Linked DNA regions of Anas platyrhynchos: region 1 is linked to region 2. A link is a contact called in public Hi-C data. All regions are on one chromosome and are shown on one strand. The core of a region is the stretch at or near the end of the contact, and the rest is flanking DNA. Distances in the headings are between cores, read along the strand shown.

What was found. Hi-C and Micro-C count contacts between places; a contact is called where the count stands out from the background.
Region 1: a Hi-C map of skeletal muscle shows a contact between it and region 2, with 1.8 times the contacts expected there. The contact joins two enhancer-like sites. A contact is called at or near these places in 6 of 8 Hi-C or Micro-C datasets (F1 follicle, F5 follicle, liver and 2 more).

Annotation. Positions count from the first base shown.
Region 1 is chr5:29,129,036-29,134,440 of IASCAAS_PekinDuck_T2T, reverse strand. OSBPL5 (oxysterol binding protein like 5) reads left to right here. Exons shown (of 22, transcript XM_072038546.1): 9 at 326-545; 10 at 3,611-3,795; 11 at 5,206-5,287. Among named protein-coding and RNA genes, the nearest start is that of CARS1, 36 kb to the right of the region's middle. Within about 2 kb of position 3,885, at least 4 of the 8 cell types and tissues checked have an H3K27ac peak or open chromatin away from gene starts, as enhancers often do. A contact at or near this core is called in F1 follicle, where this site is marked.
Region 2 is chr5:29,034,369-29,039,779 of IASCAAS_PekinDuck_T2T, reverse strand. It overlaps NAP1L4 (nucleosome assembly protein 1 like 4), which reads left to right. Exons shown (of 16, transcript XM_013099804.5): 13 at 413-532; 14 at 829-858; 15 at 5,317-5,373. Among named protein-coding and RNA genes, the nearest start is that of NAP1L4, 20 kb to the left of the region's middle. Within about 2 kb of position 3,314, at least 2 of the 8 cell types and tissues checked have an H3K27ac peak or open chromatin away from gene starts, as enhancers often do. A contact at or near this core is called in F1 follicle, where this site is marked.

The sequences.
Region 1 (5,405 bases), core at 2,636-5,135, 94 kb before region 2:
CACACTTCCGTAATCGCAGTGTACAGTTGTTAGTGGGTGCTCTGTATCCCTTTGGTGTGTGGGCTTCCATCTGGAAATTCTGTGTGAGTAAGTGGAGCTTGATGGCAGATTTTGCAAAGTGACGTTCGGAGGGGAGAATTTTGGTTGAAAATATCTCACTGTTTCTGTGATGAAAACCCTGCTATTCAGGAAATCAATGCCTTGGGCTCTCCTGGGCTGCAAACCCTATTTTGAGTCCTTGGGGTGCTTTTACCTTATCCAAAAGGCCTGAAGTAATCTATCTCTGTAAATCAAATTGAAGTGAGCAATGAACTGTGTGTTTCAGTTTGAATGAATCAGCCCTGGAGAACCACCACCACTTGGAAAACGATGCTTTTTCGGACAAGTCTGAGAGAGACAACGTGGAAGAGTCAGAGAATGAAACTCATGAGAACAGCCGGAAGACAAATGAAAGCGAAAGTGATCAGTCAGAAATCCATGGAGAGGTTTCTCCAGGAAGGAAAGGGACGACTTATGTTGAACAGATCTATGAGGAATTTGGGGAGGTAATGGGGAAACAAACAAACAAAAAAAAAACAACAAACACATAAAAACATGTTAATCATTGCCTGTTCCTGTTGAAATGTCTCTGTTCATAGTATTTGTCATCCAGTCTTTTAGATGTATGGCAGCTAAGAATCAGCTTTGTGGGTTCCAGTGTTTTACAGATAGAGCAATGTACAGCTTTCTGCTAAATTATGTTGAATTATCATGTGCTCTAATAATTATGCATTATGAACAGCAGCTCTGCTACTTTGCTTTGGCATGTGTCCAGCATCAGCGATTGCTTTAACCAGTTATTGCAGTGAAGAGCCTCATAGCATTGGCACAGGGCTTTGTGGAGCCAGCAGGAGGGGGAATTATTATTCTGGGCATGTGTCCTGGTCAATTAAGATGCTCAGTCCTTGCATGATACAAAATATGATCCTTTCCTTTTTTCATTATGCATGGAACATCCTTTCTGTGTGTCCTAATGGTGCCACTTGATTCCTTAAGGACCATTTCTTGTAGAAAAGCTATGTCACTTAACAGCAGAAGGGTGCGTTTCTGTTCCGTATAAGAGCCGTTGTTAGCTGGATGTCGCTGTGACATCTCTGAATAAGGCAGCTGTAGAGCAACTGGGGCACCCACTGTTGGGTGAGAGTCAGTCTGGGTAAGCAGCAGAGAAGCACTGTACTCTTGCACCGGGAGGGCTTGGAGCACTCCCTTGCCTATTTGAAAGAGGAAGCTGAAGTCTTGTTGATGCTTCAAAGAAAATCACTTTGCTGGAAAGATGTTTCTTAACTGCATGTGTTTGCTGGGATTTCAGATGTCAGGGTGAGGTGCAAGCCCCTGCTGTAAAAATTGTGCTTAGAAAAAGAACTGTTGTCTACAGGCATCCAAAGATGTTTTTAAAAAAATTCCTTTTGTACATCTCTTCCCTTCAAATCCCACCCAGACACATAGCAAATGGTGACTGGGTTCAAAGAGGGAACTTTGAATACAGTGGAGGAACCAAACAATGTTTGGCAACACCAAAACAAAGGCAAGCCTAATTTCTCTCAGCTCGTTATTCTGAAATGAGCTTTTGCCAATTGAAAACTTGTCCTAGAAGGAGTAGTAGAGCAGATAGATACTTTGGTGTTCAGTCAAACCTAAAAGGCAGCAGTGGTGTCTGTGTGAATGAAAGAAGACTCTACAGTTTTCCATAAAAATAAAAACAAAAGGGGAGGACTACATTCCACAGTAGAGAGTGATACTGGATAATGTAAAATAAAGCTAGGGTGTTTGTTCAGGCGGGGTAACTCCAGTGAGCTTTCAAAAGGAGTTCCCATGCAGCCTTGACCATTAGGGGTTTTACTAGATTTCTGTTGTTGGCTGCAAAGTGGGACTGTTGTCTCCTGAGACATATGGATGAGACTGGCTGTTAATTCTTATTCCAATGGTAACAGTAACATAAAGAAAAGTAAACTGTAGGCAGTGATGTAGTTTGCTATAAGCAGTGGGCTCAGATGGATCAAGGTAAATGCATGTCAATTAATAACATTAACTAGCTTCTTAAACTGAAATTGCCTCTGTCCCTCTGTATACAGTTCAGATTTGCAGATCACAGATGCAAACCATCACTGTTAAATTTGCAGCATGGCTTTGAAAGCACATTTCAAATGTATGCACATATGTATATGCATCTGTATGCATTAAAAAGGCATGTGCTTGTGCATCTGCGTGCCTTGCCCTGTTTGCAGTAGGAACATGCAGGCAGAGACAGGTGTCAGAACGACTTTAATACTGCAAAAGTTAGCCTAGAATGTAAAAAAGACACCTTCTTAGTAGGTAGACTGGTAACAAAAGCAACAAAACTTATTTTAAATTTATTTTAGTTATAGCTAGCTTAAAAAAGGAGTATTGAGGATGAGGTATTTGATGGGAATGCAAACAGAAATAACCTGAAATTACTCTCACACCCCTGCCTGTCCTTTTTCATCCCTCTTCATCCATCCCTTCTGCAGTTACGCACTCTGAGTAACACCTTGTACAGCAATTTCAACATGGCATTAATTTATCTTGCCAGTACATGCACGCTTGAAACCTAGATAAATAATGAAAGCTCTGGCAGAGCCATACATATTCTAACCTCTAGAGGACGCTGTGGTATTACGTCCTTAAAATGATTTCCACTTCTTGGAGATCAGAGCTGTGTATTGCATCAGACTGTCACAAGAACGGTACAGGGAAAAGCAATGAAATGAAAAGAGCCGTGTTGTTCCTCAGTCTGAAATTCTCCCCAGCCTACAGGCCTACTCACAAGTTGTGAATGACGAGTAAAAGGGGCGATTAGGAGCCAAAAAGGTGCTGAGGATGCTCAGGTGGTGAAAATGAGTGTTTAGTGATATATACCATCTGCAAAACCTGTTGGGGTATGCTACATGTCCTCTCCTGAACCAGAATGTATTCCAGAAATGCTACTGAATGGAACTGTGCCCTTCTGATAGAAATCTCTTGCCTAAAAACAATAGGAAGCCTAATTATAAGTATTCTCTTTCACTGTTAAATTCTGATGCCTAGGATGAGTGTTAGACAAAAGTCTAGACAACCAACATCTGCATTAAAACAACATTCATGTTTCAAAATTTCATTTTCTTTCTCCATTGCATTGAAAAGCCCTATTCCACCATATTATACCTCATGTATTTCCATTGAACACGGAGGAGCTACACAGTTACAGATGAAACCACAATAAATTGCCTGGCTTTTTTTGTGTGTTTTTTTTTGTTTGTTTGTTTGTTTTTTGTTTTTTTTTTTTACATAGTTGGTTGTTTTTTTAGTGTTACTGTGCTTCTGCTGCAAAGGGCGCTACATAGCACTGGGGGAGCTGTAGTCTGTGCACACAACCTGGCAATGGGCCCTTTGCAGTGCCTTACCTATCAGCTTGTCCTGTTTTGAACTTGAAGGACTGCTTCAGTTCTTTGTTGATTACTCATTTATCTCCTATTTTTTTCTGTGGGTGTACTAGTAAATCTTACAGTCTCTCACTTGCTGAGGATGGGCCTGAGAGGAGTTTCTTGTATGCTTCTTGTATTTCCGGTTGTAGACAGGTGAATCGTCTCAAACAGAAACCGTCTCCGAGGAGAACAAGAGCCTGATGTGGATCCTGTTGAAGCAGCTGCGACCCGGCATGGACCTGTCACGGGTGGTGCTGCCCACCTTCATCCTGGAACCACGCTCATTCCTGAACAAGCTCTCTGATTACTACTACCATGCTGACCTGCTCTCCCAGTAAGCAGCACACAGAGCATGCCTGGCATGGGCACGTCTCTTGTCAGTGTGAAAAAGTGTTAAAGCGTGAGCCTGGTGCTGGCTGAGGCATGCTCAAAAGGCTCCCAAATAGCACTCAGGTCACTGGGATTCAGTGTAAATCAATCTAGGCTCCAGCTGCAGGGACCTTTTCAAGATGCACTGCTGCTCCTGAAGGGCAAGGAAACAGGGAAAACAGTTAAGCTCCAGACAAAGCTGCCTTTGCGCACACACGTCCTTTCCAGCACAGGCTGGAACTGATGGGTATTTGGCTCGTTCCTTTGAGCAGCTCGGAACAGAGCTGCGCCACCTTCTGGTGTACTTACGTACAGAGGAGTATAAGACAGAGCAAACAGTGGAATCAGCAAGCTCTTCTGTTCCAAAAGCAGCATAATTATTTTGTATGATAAATAAGAAACACCTTTTAACACAGTTGAGCAGAGAGACCTGCAGGGAGCACCACAGTAGAAAACAGGAAATGTCCTGCTTGCAGATAGGGCCATCTTTCTCAATGAGATATGTTTGGTGTATTTTAAAGCCAGTGTGTGCAGTATTCAAATATCAGCACTAGTTACTCATGTTTATTCTGCTGCCTCTGGATAATTTTAGAGCTGTGGTATTTTCAAGTTTTTTTGTGGTATGTTTGAAATCTGAAGTTAAGGAAATGGTTCTCCTCAGTGCTGAGATGTGAAAAAAAACTTTAAGGGGTTTGAAGTTTTTCTTTAATAAGCCTCTTTGTGGTGTGGTTGCTCCTTCTAAATGGATTTTGCAAGAACTTAAGCAGGTGGATTTTCAAATCTGACTAAACGGTTGGAAATGCCAGGAACTCTGTGTTTACTTCCCACATCATCTTTGAGCAGAGGAAGGTTGGATGAGACAGCCCTGAGAAGCCACTTCCAACTTAAATGATTGTGTGAAATCACAAAGGACTGAAAAAGGCCATGCAGCATGGCAGCTTTAAAGATCTTTTAAGAAAGGTGAAAACGAAGAAAAAGAGAGAAAAATAGAATTGTTTTTTATTTTGATGTGATTAATATTGTTATTTTTACTTCTTATACTTTACTATTATCAGTGACTACTGTCATTCCCACATTAACATACCTGGAGGTATATCCAATCAAACCTTATACACTCCAGAGACTTTATTAGGCTTTTTGCAAGAATTAGGTCACTTTCTAAGCATTTATGTGTGTGTTTTACAATGTACATTACTAAAAAACAGTTGCTGCTGGCAAACACCTTTTTCATTGGAGCAGTACAGAAATTACTTCCTTTTATTTAGTACTAGGGAAATACTGTTGAAATTAAGATCATTGTACCGGTATAAAATGAATATGATGTGTAAACAGTATGAAAAGCATGTGAGAAAACATTTTATGTTCTGTCCTGCAGGGCTGTTCTTGAAGACGATCCATACAGTCGAATTAAGCAAGTTTTGAGGTGGTATCTGTCCGGCTTCTACAAGAAGCCAAAGGTAAGAGAATGCTTGTGCTTGGGGTTCTAATAGATGTTGGAAACTTCTGCTGTGGCTGTGCATTTCTTTATTGAATTTCCTTTAACAGTTTACCTCTTCTGTTGTTCAGAATACTGTG
Region 2 (5,411 bases), core at 2,065-4,564:
GATACATCTGTAACTGTCACTGTTGGGAAAAGGTTGTAACTTTTTCTAGTCATACAACTGGTAACCAGCTCTTCGCGGAAGTCTGAAACAGTCTGAACAATTCTGCTATGAAAAGTGTCAGGGCCAGCAAAGTCAATGTGAACTTTATTTTTAATAGAATGTGTTTTTTAGCAGGCCAGTAGCCTGTACATAGATGGTAGAAAATTCTTTAAATGGCAGTTTTGCAAATCTGGATTTAGCCTTGCAATATTTCTTTTACTGCTACAAAATTAAGTGCAGGTCACCAGAAGGGTTGATGGTGTGTTTCTCAAACCTGTAACTTTTTTATTTTTCAATTAAAAAAAAAAAAAAAAAGAAAGTGGTGTGCTACAGAGGAGTGAATGAAATTATTTCAAACTGATTTGCTTTACAGGATGAAGATTCTGAGTTTACTTTAGCAGCAGATTTTGAAATTGGTCACTTCTTCCGTGAAAGGATAGTCCCTCGTGCTGTGCTTTATTTCACTGGGGAGGCTATAGAGGATGATGATAATGTATGTATGCCCATCAGCATTTTGTTTATTAGTCACCATGTATCTAGAAGCTGTCCCTCTTACTTTTCTGATTAGACTAGTATGTTTTATTAATTATTTGAGAATAACAAAATCTGAAGAGATTCCTATTACTTGGGAATAGGAAATAACCATTCAATTTATTGTGAGCTGCTAATGTTCCCTTCTAGAAGGGGCTTAGTTTGCAGTACTGTGTTTCAGTGTGCCAGAACTGTTACTGCAGAGATTTTATGCGAATATTAGCAGAGTTGATAAAACTTCTTGGTCTTGTTTTTCAGTTTGAAGAAGGTGAAGAAGGTGAAGAGGAGGTGAGATGCATACTACATCTTTTATAGATAACTAATTACCTACTGTATTCCAGTCCTGAAACTGTGTATGGTACTTCTTTCCAAAAGAGTTCAGCATTTCTAACTTGTAAAATTTGTTTGTTACTTGTCTTCAGAAAAAAGTTACTTCCTGTAAGAGCACTTAACCTAGGGTTCTCCTAGTATTTTGGGAGCTACTTTCTGTCACAAGTCAAAAGCAGAAGCTTTTTTTTTTTTTTTAATGAGTGCTAAGACCCTTCATTTTTTTTCTAATACCTATTACTTAGGTGGCAGTTAAATTTGGTTTTCAGTTTTTAGTTGTCATGTGTCTTAAGACTGGTTACTGCCAAATACCAAGTTCAAAAAAAGGAGAGGGAGCAACTGCTAGGGTTAAAGGTTCAATTTAGAGTGAAAGTTCTAGTATGCCAAGAGCTCTGGTCCGTTTACTGCAGTGTTGTATGAATACAAGCATACCATGAAAGGCTTTGCACAAAACCACTAAATGATACCACACTTGAATAAACTAATATCCTTGACAGGCAATTACGCTTTTATTTTACTATGTTTGCTGTGGTGTTCTTGCTGATTGGTTAAAGGTACATACCTGACTGTCATCAAGCTCACCAGAGTAGAGTGCATTAGAAGTTACTGAGCTGGTGGTCTGATAAGAGCTGGCAGCTTTCAGACTGCAGTTGCTTTTATCTTTGCAAGTTGTAATGCAGACTTTTGGGCCTAGGCTATTGAGGACTAAACATTTATATTTTTAAGCTGGATTGTGATAGAAATGTACATATATTTTTAATCTGTACACAGTGCCAGATGTTACTACTTGGATATAGATGTGGTGTTTAGCTGCCTAGCACAGTAAAACCACCACGATCCTCTGCTACCAACCTCCACCCTTTATTCCATAACATTTGTGTCACTCTCAGATCCCCCATACTTTAGCCTATAAGTATTCTCATCACCATTATTCCTTGTCCCTTAACAGATTAATAGGCAGGTATATCTTCTCATTGTGTTGGTCTTTCTTGGAAAATGTTCATAAGAACTGTTGACAATTTGGTCTTCATCTGCCAAAGTGGTCACTTAGGGCAGGCGGAGTTGGATGTCAGGACACCAGCACCAGCTGAGCTCAAGTCCTTATTGCACTGCCCAGTTCCTTGCAAAGTTGACCTGTCATTGATCCTGCAATGCCTTCCTACAACATATAACTTAGGTTACATATTAGTTTTCTCTCAAGGTTAAATCTTCTTGAGTCATGCACTTGATATCCCCATTCTTTGCATGTCCCACCAGGTATACTCTGGTCCTTGGGCGAAGACAGTCCCATCAGTGGATTTGCCTTTTCCCGAGGCAGGAGCAACCCACACTGCCTTCCCCATCCACTTTCCTACATGCACTATGGGGACTTTAGCTCCTTTCACTGTGTAGGGGTTTTGTTTCAGCAGGACCAGCATGGCTGTCAGACCCCTTATTGTTAACTAGCCAAGTGGCTTCTGGTAGATTTGTGTCCCATTGTTTGCATATCCCAGCACCCAATACTTGTAACATAGTCTTTAACAGTCCACTGTACCTCTCAACCTTCTCAGAGGTTTGTGGGTGATAAGGGATGTGATACACCCACTCAGTACCATGACTCTTGGGCATGTGGGCATCTACATGACTTACTTTTACATCCAGGTTTTGTACCTGGGCAGCAATATCTTGCAACAGGGTAGCAGCCCAGATACCTTTACCTCTGCACTGCCAGTTGCTCTGTTTCCATTGCTGCAGCCACCATCCATGAGTCAGTGTAGAGATACAGTACTGGCCATTTTTCTCTTTTTTTGGCAATCTCTAGGGCTAGTTGTATGGCTTTTACTTCTGCATACTGTCTTGACTCGCCTTTCCCTTCCATGGCCTCCACAACTCATCGTGTGGGACTCCACACAGCAGCTTTCCATTTCCGATGGCTCCCTACCACACGGCAGGATCCGTCAGTAAACAATACATACTGCTTTTTGTCTTCTGGCAACTCATGACATGGTGGTGCCTCTTCAGCACGGGTTACCCCTTCTGTTGGCACTCCGAAATCTGTCTTCTGGCTTGTCCATGATCTCTTCCAGGATTCCTGGGCAATTAGGTTTTCCCATTCGAGCCCGCTGTGTAATTAACACTATCCACTTACTCCATGTAGCATCAGTCGCATGGTGTATAGTGGGAATTTTCCCTTTGAACGTCCAAGGTAATACAGGTAACTGTGGGGCCAAGAGGAGCTGTGCTTCTGTACCCACAACTTCTGAAGCAACTTGAACACCCTCATGCTGATAGGGATCGAGTGGTTTCTGATTCCTTTATGATTTCCATCTCTTCTTCCTGCTGTTTTTGTGATGACTCTGCTTTAGAGGTGCCTGCCTTTTCCCCTTCTCCCTCCTTCTTAGGAGAGACTTCTTCTCTTACTAAACGAGCTGATTTCCATTGTTTAGACTTGACTATGCGGATGACTGATACCATATCGGTTGGTCCTCTGGGTCAGCCACAGCATGTTATCTGGTCATCGGACTCAGACTTTCTCCCTCTCTTCAAGGTGCTGGATGATGTTAAACAGTGTTTGATAGGAGTAAGCCAGGACCCAGCACAGTGCTGCAAGCTGTCATTCTCTGGCATTATCAGGGTCAGGACATACAACTCTCAAACATTCTATCAGGTTTTTAGGATTTTGCACTTGTTCAGGGGGTGAAGTTCAAAACTATTGGATCAGACACCTGTGACAGGTACCTGCCTATATCCTCCCACACGCATTGCCACCTGCCACAAGACTGTTTCGAGACAGATTCCCGGGTAAGCTTTCTAAACAATTGACTAAGAGAGAAGAGGAAACCAGTTATTCAGAATTAGAAATAGCAATATATGGGTTACGTATGGATACTCAAAATACTCAAATTGTTGTAATTAGCACACTGTGAAAGAAGGAGGAGGTACCATTCCTGATACTATTCATAAACTGACGTCCAGATGAGGAAAGGAAGGCAATGTAGTTCTGAATATTCTCTAAAAGGTAGTTTCCATGAGACCCAAATGATAACAGTGGAGAGCCTGAATGCCAGATGAAACTGAAGGCCAGTGCTTGGCAGCACAGCAAAATAAAATAAAAAAAATAAAATAAAATAAAACAAAAACAAAAACACAGCTTGTAGCCCATTCCTGGATCAGATGTAGAGGAGAAAGGAGAACATGACACAGATTGCATGATTATATGATCAAACAATCCAATATTAACAGGACACTGAACGTGGTGACTAGCGAGTAAGCGTGTTAGTTGCAAGTGTTTTTAGTCAATTCTATTGTTATCTCAACCCTTTGAGCCCCACGTTGGGCACCAGAAAGGACTGGTGGTTTTACTGTGCTAGGCAGCTAAACACCACAACTGTTCTCTCACTCCTCCTTAGCTGAGAAGGGGAAGAAGTAAAGAACAACTCACGGGTTGAGATAAGGATAATTTAATTAAAGGGAAAAAATTATAATTATTAAGGAAAGACTATATTAACTAAACAATTTAACTAAAGAGGAAGAAAAAGGGAAAGGGGAAAAAAAATAAAGGTTACGTGGAAGTGCAGAGGAAAGGAATTACTCTCTACTTCCCACAAATAAGTGAGGTTTGACCATGTCCTTGAAGCAGGGCCTCAACGCACGTAGCCAGTGTTTGGGAGGAGGACCAGTGTTTTCACACCAAGATCCCACCCCTCCCCTCATTTTCCTGTTTCCACCTTTTATTGCTGAGTGTGACATCATGTGGTATGGAATATCCCTTCGGCTGGTTTAGGTCAGCTGCCCTGGTGATGTTTCTTTTCTCTATTTTTTTGCCCACCCCCTGGGAGGATTAGAGGGAGTCCTGATGCTGTGGCAGCACTGCTCAGCAGCAGACACAACACTGGTGTGATACCACTGCTGTTCTAGCTACAAGTGCAGAGCACAGCACTGAATTGGCTGCTGCAGGGAAAGTTAACATCCCAGCCAGACCCAGTGCAATAGGCATGTGTACAACAGTGCAAAAATACTGCCGAATCCTGTAGAAGAATACCTAATCTGTCCACAATAGGCCAAATAAATAGACTGGGAGAAGAAGGTGAAAAAGAACAAAATTAGATACTGCTTACCAGAACTGCAACGTTCCAAGTAATGCATTGGGTAGAAGTTCAAAAATCACTAGCAGAGTGCAGCAACTTATGTAGGAAGGTTTCCTTAAGTCAGTCATGCTGAATCTTGTAAATCTTGTTTTAAATTTTCTTTTAAAGATTTTGCTTTAAGATCTAGAAGATGCTGAATTCTTTTAATCAAGCCAAAGTAGTTTTAATGTTGACTGCTGAAACACTCTGGAATACAGTGGTAATACTTGCTACTTTGTTTTTTTCTCCATTGGAAAAAGTTGCACTTTTAACCTGTTTTAATTTCTGTTAGTTTATCTCTATTTTGTCATAGGAGTTGGAGGGGGAAGAGGAGGGAGAAGAGGAGGAAGATGCAGAGAGTGATGCTAAGGTAAGAATGTTAGTATGTTTATGTCATACACACTATAA